2 separate regions of the Mustela erminea genome follow, and region 2 is linked to region 1. A link is a contact called in public Hi-C data. All regions are on one chromosome and are shown on one strand. Each heading gives the region's core, a stretch centred on a gene start, on an enhancer-like site or on the middle of the called end of the contact. The rest is flanking DNA. Distances are from core to core; before and after follow the strand shown.

Region 1 (4,372 bases), core at 1,441-3,940:
CACAATATTTGCTTACTTCAATAGTTCCTAATACTATAGTTTAATTTGTCAGGGTGATCATATCTTATTTTCTTCTGTATTATATTAATATGAAAGATAGTGAGCATTTTCTTTCTAATCAATTAATTAATACTTGCTTGCAGCAGTCTACATGTCCTGAACCTTCAATTAATCATAACATAGACATTATCAGGTCTTGCTTTTTCAGTTACTGCAGAAATTTTGTAGTCTTTCGAAAGGTAACTCACTGATTTTAGGGTCTTCGTTTTTTTTTTTTTTTTTAATGTTACAGAAGGCTAAAACACATATTTTTTCCTTATTGTAGTATTTGGTTTAAAACATTTTGTAATAAACTCTAAGTGAAATAACTTTTTAAAAGAACTAGAATTAGCTCTTTCCGCCTGCCTCTCCATCTACTTGTGATTTCTGTCAAATAAATAAATAAATAAAATCTTTAAAAGAAAAAAAAAAAAAGAACTAGAATTAGGGTGCCTGGGTGGCTCAGTGGGTTAAGCCTCTGCCTTCGGCTCAGGTCATGATCTCAGTGTCCTGGGATAAAGTCCTGCATCGGTCTCTCTGCTCAGCGGAGAGCCTGCTTCCCTCTCTCTCTCTGCCTGCCTCTCTGCCTACTTGTAATCTCTCTCTGTCAAATAAACAAATAAAATCTTAAAAAAAAAAAAAAAAGAACTAGAATTAAAACAACTGCAAATTCTGAGGATAGAGTAGGTAACAAATCCCAAAGGAAAAAATACACAGGCCTTATTCTTTTAAAAATCCTTTAAAGACATTACAGTTCACTTGGTATTCTAAAATCACTGAAATTGCGATCTCATAGGCTCCAGATTGATTCCTTCAGTACACACACACCCACACCCACACACCCACACACCCACACAGCGATATTTGAATAGAGAAGCCAAGAAATCTAAATTGTTGAGTATTTATTACCACTCTACATATCGTTTCTTATAAAGCATTGAGAACATAGGAAAAATAAAAAATTCTGTCTTATTCACCTTTGTCCTCTGTGAGCCAAATGTCCTGCATGCTTAAAATCTAGCTTAGTATCATGACTCTTGCACCATGGTTTGAAAACACAAACAGCAGATACCAGTTTTTAATCGGTGCTGAAAGTAATTAAATTACCAAGGGGAAAAATATACCAGCGCACAACTCTCACAAGTGCTACATGAAAGTTACATGTAAGAATTTTTAAGGTTAGGGGAAGTTGTTTTCAGATACAGGGCAAAAGCTGTAGCCTCAAATCAACAGGTCTAGGAATGTAAGACCCTCATCATACCAGTTAAGGTAATACCAAGTATTTTAGTACTTCAGTACGATACTTCCACTCTTATAAGGTGAAAATGCCTCAAAACACCGAGTCCTATAATAAACGACCTCCTTAAAAGAGCACCTACAGAGTTCGGGTGGCATGCCTAGACAGAACACACCACTATACCTCACTCAAATAAGGTTGGACTTGAGTAGGGGAGCAGAGGTAGAGAATCCATTAATTACACAATAAAGTATGTCTTGTAGAGCGCAGAAGTTTTAACGAGGGTCTTCCAATACTGTGATGAACGCATTAAACAACTGGAGGGAGCAAATTTTCCATCTTACACGTGGAAATAAAACTCAAAAATTCTGACTGGAGGCTGGTGATTAGCACAACTTCGTGGAATAACCTAACTTTTCACATAAAACAAAATCCTAAAACTTTAAGAGACCATCTATGCAAATGGCACCAAGTACCACCTTTTCAAGCCTTCGCCGGCACTGAAGTGGGTCGGACACCCCCAAACCATCACCCTACCCCCACAGGAAATGAGTTCTGTCTTCCCCCTCCCCTTGGACTGCCTTCCTCCCTTCCCCCAACCGGAAGTGAAGCGCCCCCATTCAGTCGGCCTTAAACCGAGACAAACCAGTAACAACAGCAAAAGAGAGATGATCCTCAAGGGGGTGAAGGGCACCTCCACTGTGGCCACCCCGAAGCTCGCCGTGCTTACTGACCTGCTGACGATAGGGGCAGGCAGGGGCCTGGGGCCTATAGAAAGTCCCTTGCACAGAGGACAATTCCCTGAGCCCCTCTCAATCGCCTTCACTCTTCTCACTCCGTCGCCTCACAGCATGGAAAAAAATTCATCCGCAGCACTTTATTTTGTCATATTTTCTTTCCCTTTACCTAGTCGCTTAACCATCTTCTCATAGGTAACTTTTCTTAGCGCAATAACATTTAAAATTGTTCCGGTGGGGAGAAAAATGGAATATTATTTCCCACACCTTCAGAAAAACGAAGGGATTATTTTGTTCAAATGCGGCGAAGGACTACGTGATTACGCAAGGTGAGTCTACTTTCGCGGAGGTTTCTGGGAGATGTAGTTTTTTAAACTGCTAAGGCCTGCAGAAAGGAATCGGTAACTGCTATATACTGGAATCCTTGGAAACACATGTTTTGTATTCGAGAGCAGACTGATCAAGGGACTTCGGCACCCAAAGGGCCAATACTCTGTTGCCCTTTTCCTCTGGAACTTAATGGAACCAAAATTTCCCTTCACTTTGGACCAAGGTCCTGCTTGTCCTGCCCTCTTCCTTTGGCCACGCCCCCGTCGCCAGTCAGGTGCCCTCATAGGCTCATCCTCTGGAGGTAGGAACGCGAGAGGAGGGGCGTCACGGTGACTCCTCCCGCGGGGCCGAAGTGAGGCTGGTGAGAGGGGCCGACGGCCGAGGGCTCGTGCGCGCGCGCGTGCTCTTCCCTAGGGAGCGCGGCGGCGAGTGTGCGCGCAGAGGGGTGGCGCGCTGGGCTGGGAGGAGGCTGGCAGGCTGGTGGGCTGGGCGGGCGGCGGGCGGCCGGGAGCGCGCGGCAGACTCGGCGGCGGCGAGTAGTTAGTTACTTGTTAGTCAGTGTCAGTTGCTCGGTGGAGGCGGCAGCGGTCACCAGGAAGGGGACGGGACGGCCGGCGATGGTGGTCACCACAGCGGCATGTGCGCCTTTCAGGTAACGGGGGCAGGGCTCCCCGCGTCCCCTTGGTTCCCTTCTCCTCCGGCGCCGATTTGGGGGACCACGGTCGTCCTGGGGTGAGGGCGCTGACCCGGGGGAATCCGGGCGGGGCGGCTCGGGGTCGAGTGGCGCCGCCGCGGGGGCCCAGGCGGCCGGTGTGTCCCGCCTGGCGCGGGCTCTGCGGCCACCCCCGAGCCCCGCCGCTCCCGGGGCTAGCCGCCGCCGCCCCCGCCCCCTACAGCGCCGGCGGCGGCGGCCCCGGTAGCTCGGCGCCCCCCAGAGGAGGGAAAGTTGGGACCTGGAGAAGAGGGACGCCCCCGGGCGCGGCTGGGAGGCTGCTGGGGAAAGGGAAGCCTGTAAAGAGCTGGATGCGGGGAGACTGGGGCAGGAAGGGCTTCTCTCTCTCTTTGCTAAGTCTACACGGTCATCCTGCTCCAAACCCGGGCGGATCCGGCGCAGGCTCGCCGGCCGCGCCGGGACGAAACCCGGGGGCTCTTTGCCCACTCCCTTGGCCCTGCGGTTTGTGAGGCCGCTAACGTGCGGGTTTGCTGGGTTGTTTGGGAATTTTCAGTGGTTCGGTTGGTCAGTTTATTTCTCCTTTGCCCTTTGACTCATCCGTTCTTGCTACTTTTCTTACCTTCCGCGTTGAGGACTAGCAGTCTGAACCCCCATGCCTCCCCCTCGCTGTCTCTGCACCATCGGTCTGAGAATTTGATTTCGTTTTTCGACCTTTGACAATGTTAAAGACAGCTGAGAGCAACAGGAAGGAGATTTCCCACCTTTAAATGGTACTTTTTCGCCATCCGTCCCCCCCCCACCCCCCCCCCCCCCCGCCCAAGATCCAAGTTTAGGAATTTGAGAGCTGTGGATTGGAGTTATTAGAAGGCTGGCGTTGAGGGGATAGTGACGAGTTAAAAGAAAACTATGATTTCATCTTTATTGGCTTTGCTGTAGAAAACCTAATACATTTTTCTTCTGACTCTGTTAAATGTGGTAAGATTAAGCGTTGAATTAAGTATTTGGAGACTTACATAAAAGGCTATTTTTAGGTCTTTGGATGATGTATGTCAACAGCTTTTCACCTGAATCGTGTTTGCCACCAGGATTCTGTTTTGGGGCCTGTTTTGGGTACTGATTTTTTGTTCAGCCACAGCGTCTTTTTATCCTGATAAATGAAATAATGTAGGAATGTGTGTAGTGGGAGAACCCATATTGCTCTCTATAGTGTGAAAGTGAAAAACGTGAATTATGCACAGGGGTAAAACTTTCCATGAGAAGTCTTGGATAGTTAGTTGCTGCATGATGGCCTCTCCTGTAATCTCGGAGCTTTTCCAGATAGCTCAATTCACTGACTACCTTAATTACTTTCTGAAG
Region 2 (4,235 bases), core at 1,202-3,701, 89 kb before region 1:
GAGACAAGGGACTCCAAAGAGGAGGGGAGCGAGACGCAGCCCCGACCTGTGGATCCAAGAGGGACAACCTGGCTCCTGGAGAGGGAACGCCAGGCAGAGCTCCAGATGTGGAAGGGGCAGGGGGGGTGGGGATGGGTCAGATGGGATAACCAGGTTGTAGGTCAGATGGGATAACCCAAGACGTAGTTCGCACAGAACTTTACAGCGTATTAGAAACTACCTGGGCTTAGGCCATTTTGATCCAGACTGCGAGCTCCAGAGCTAGAAGGGAACACCTAGTCCTTTCTGTGTTAAGTACCTTTTAGGGCGAGCGCTGTGAATAAGTAAATGGCAAGAAGAGCAGGCTGCTTCCTGGGAGAACACCCAGCAGTAAACAGAGCAGGAGTCGTGGATTTAGAACATCCCGCAGGATACATAGTGAAGACACAGCCTGATCCATGGACTTCACGGTCAGTACAGATGCCCCCTGCCCCGGTTCTAGTGGAGAGAGGGTCAGGAGATGTCACCTGGCTTCTAAGGGGATACAGAAGTGGCCGGGTTGGGAGTCACACCACAGAGGCCTTCGAGAGAACCCACCCGAATGTTTGTTCATGATGTCATTATTGTACCTCAACAGCCTTCCAAGGTATGCAGGGCCCAATTAAACCTCCATTCTACAGCGGAGAAAACCAAGTCTTTAAGAGATGAAGAGACCCGCCTCCCGTCCCAGCAGCAAGTGGCAGCTGTGGCTCCGAGCCCCAGGTTTCCCTGCTCCAGCCACGGTCAGGCTTTCCTCAGCGACCTGAGCCAGAGGAGGGCGGGTGCGGAGGGCCAGAGGGCCTGGATACTGGGGCCCACAGGGGTGGGTGTGGGGGGAGAGGCCGGCTTCAGGTTCAAGTTGCTTGTCTTGCAGGAGTGTAGAGTTACCGCACGAGTCCCAGAGCATAAACAGAGTTAACACCCCATTAAATACAATGGACTTTCTTGGAGCTTCAGACATGTCACGAGCAAGACGAGCTGAGCAGGAGCTGGCCAGGGAGTAAAACGCGTCGTGCGCGCCGCCTGACCGCTTTCAACAAAGGAAAACCCAGCAAGGGGAGAGGAGAGCGCCGGCAGCGGCTCTGCGGGCTCAGGGCTGAGGATCCGGTAATGAAGTCTTTCTGGAAGGTAAGAGAGGGCTGTGTGCTATTTTTAAACCTGCTGGAGCAGCACATGGACTCCTGCCCCGCGCAATTTCTCCAGCGGAGGAGGGGCCCCGGGGGGAACGCAGCCAGGAATTTCGAGGCTATTTATCGTATTTCCTTTTATCAGGCAAATGATTTTCCTATTTCCCACATAGATAAAGATCTTCTGCTTACAACTCCAGCTCATTGACCTTGTCAGGACCGCTGTGCAGTCTGGAAATTGGTCCCAGAGAGAGAGAAGGGCGTTGTTGTTAGGGGTTGGCTCGAGGGGGTTGGGTCTTTCTTCTCCCAGCAGGGAGGAGGTCGGTCTGCCAAAAACAAAACAAAACAAAACAAAATAAGTAAGTAAAATAAATAAGTTAATTTAAAACCTTGCTCCCTGCCCCCAACTCAAAATGGACTGTTCTGTGCTATTTTGCAAAACTGCAAGGTTGACCAAGGAGGCTTTCAGTTCACCAGACTCCCCACACTCCCACCTGAGTACGTCCACAGCATTTTTCACCAGGACTGCTCTCTCCCTGTCTCCCGTTCTCTCTCTTCTGTCTCTCCTGCAGCAGCAAGCCCTACCCTGGAGCCAGCCCGAGACCCACGGCTGCATCGCTGTCTTGGCAGGCAGTGAGCAGAGGGGGCGGCAGCTCGGTCTCAGCTTGCAAACGGAGCCAGGCTCTTGGCTGTGCCAGCTCTGGAGGCCCCTTGGAGATGCCAGTGTGCCTGAGTGAGGCAGTTGCAACTTCCCCTCGGCTGCAAGCCTCTGGAGCCGGCAAGACTTCTGGAAGCTGCAATCTTAGGCAAGGGTGTGGCCGGAGGGCTGCTGATGGGCGGGAGGTCTCTCCCTGGGCAGGCTGCCCTCCTCACCTTGCCTTGCCCGGGCCTGCTGGCCAGGTTCACGGGCAGGAGCAGCACCAGCGATCCGCACCTTCTCGGGCACAGGACCAGAGGATGCTGTGGGAGGCTGGGGTTTTATTATAAATGTTCTCCATTTCTGGCTTGTTCAAAAGCACAAAACATAAAGAGAGCCAGCTAGACGGAGGGAAGCCAGCTCCTTGCAGACTCAGCGTTTGAATAGCAAGGAGCTGCAGGCCCTCCTTGGACCAGCGTGGGTCTGTGGTGGGCTTGAACAGAGCCGCAGGCTTTTTTGAGCCCCCGTCTCTCCGCACCGTGGTGGTGTTTCCCGGCCAGGGCAGCAGAGGGCGCTGGCTCTCCCAACAGCCTCCTGTCCCGGGCAGCTCTCCCACACATCTGGAAATGGGCTCTACCACTCTCTTATGAAATGTTGGATGAAGATCTGTCCGTGTGAGACGTGCTGGCACCGAGTGAGCGAGAATACACATCAAGAATTCCACTTTCTCATTAGTTCAGTTTCCCCCTCAAGAGCCCTGGTGGAATGTGGGGAATTTGCCTTGCCAAGGCAGCCAGCACACTGGAGTCTTGGGCTTGGTTCAGCCCGGGTGGAATGCTTAGAGGGACCACCTCTGGTCTGAAGCCTTTGCCCTTCCCTCCCACGTGGAGGGGGGAAAAGAAAACAGAAGAGCAGGACCTCCCAGATCTTTCCCCCAGGGGAAGAAAGCTAAAGATGTTTGGCCTTGCCCCTGTGGGCTTCCTGAAGAGAGCAACTGCCCACGTTTCCAGGTCATTGGGAAAGAAGATCTAATTCTAAGAAAGCGTCTTCCCATACGGCAAGCGATTAGAAATGCTGGTGACATTTGCAAACGATGGAGCAGGGAGAGGAGAGACTGGCTGGAGGAGGGCAGAGCCGAAGCCTGGGAAGGGACCTGGTTGCTATTCCCAGAATGTTCCCTAGACGTCCGCAAGCTGCATGCATTTAAATGTCCACATTTTCCCGCAGAAGCCAGCAATCTGTACTTCTCTTGGCCAAACAACACATCAGTCTAATATGGTGTGGGAGAAATGTGTTACATTCTTTTATGAACAGAATGTTAACACCTCCTAGAATCAATATTTATATCCAAGAACACAATGAACTGGCTTGTTTTGTGCTGCTGCAGGTATAAGAAAGGGACATTTGGGGGAAGCTGGAGATTGCCCTTGCTTCTACCCAGAAAGGCAGGCCCAGGGCAAACCAGCTGGGGCTCAGGCATCCAGAGGGTTTCCGCCCCTGAGACCCTGCTAGCTCCCTTCCTGCCCCTGCTGCTTTCTGTCTCCTGGGATTGTGAGAGGAAGCCAGAGGCAGCAAGTGGGGCAGGACGTGGCAGCGGAGGCCAGGACGTGAGGCAGTATCCTGTCCACATGACAGTTTGGGGGAAGGAGGGTCAGGCTTGCATCCTGGAACTTTCTAGTGCATAGCAAAGTGAGAGCTGACACAACATAAATGCTTAGACGAGAGACTTCTGGGGGCTGGAGAAAAGGGAACAGGGTGAGATGGCTCTTTTTCTGGGGTCACCCTGGTGATATTTTTCTGGCCAGGCAGTTTCCCTCATTGAAGACAGCAGCTGTGACAGAGACGGAAGCCAAGTCTCCTCTCTCCAGAATGCTGTCTATTCCTCGGAGGTTTTTGGGAAACTCCATCAAGCTCCTTAGGCTGTTTCGTTCCTGAATGCTGTTTTTATTTGACTGCCTTTAGAAGCCTCTGGGTCTGCAGCCTGGAGTCAGGGCCTTGCTCCTAACAGGTAACGTCCTTTCCTAATTATAAAAACAAAAATAAACGCCTTTCTCCCTCATCTGGAAAATTTCAGTTTTGCCTGCATCCAGCTGCCTAGAAAGTGGCACCTGGTCCCACTGCTGTTCTGGTATCAGGGGCAGAACAAAGAAATAGTCAGTGTCACATCTAGAAATGTGAGTGTCCTCTTCATCTCGTGGACTGGATTGGGGTCTCATTTTGCAGAGCGAGCAGGCCCGCTTCGTTTCCAGATTAGATGCTGAAGGTTACCCCTTTAACAATAGCACTTGTCTCTCATTAAATGCCTGGAGCTCATTATGGTATTACCTCCAGAAAAGTCTTCTCTGCTTTAATAGGCATGATCTTTAGAAAAGCTCCTTTGGCTTATGTATAAGACCAAGACATGATTAATCTTGGCCCCATTTAGCCGTGGGTCACATCTTCAGGGTACAGTG

The links. Hi-C and Micro-C count contacts between places; a contact is called where the count stands out from the background.
Region 2: a contact with region 1 is called in a Hi-C map of spleen, with 1.9 times the contacts expected there. The contact joins the enhancer-like site here to the promoter of PEAK1 in region 1. A contact is called at or near these places in 3 of 3 Hi-C or Micro-C datasets (fibroblasts, skeletal muscle and spleen).

Annotation. Positions count from the first base shown.
Region 1 is chr5:29,929,921-29,934,292 of mMusErm1.Pri, reverse strand. PEAK1 (inactive tyrosine-protein kinase PEAK1) reads left to right here and starts at 2,690. Exons shown (of 7, transcript XM_032342363.1): 1 at 2,690-2,995. It overlaps HMG20A (high mobility group protein 20A), which reads right to left and starts at 2,334. Exons shown (of 10, transcript XM_032342366.1): 1 at 2,011-2,334.
Region 2 is chr5:30,019,042-30,023,276 of mMusErm1.Pri, reverse strand. It overlaps a transcript of HMG20A not described here. Among named protein-coding and RNA genes, the nearest start is that of HMG20A, 89 kb to the right of the region's middle. Within about 2 kb of position 2,451, the one cell type or tissue checked has open chromatin away from gene starts, as enhancers often do. A contact at or near this core is called in fibroblasts, where this site is marked.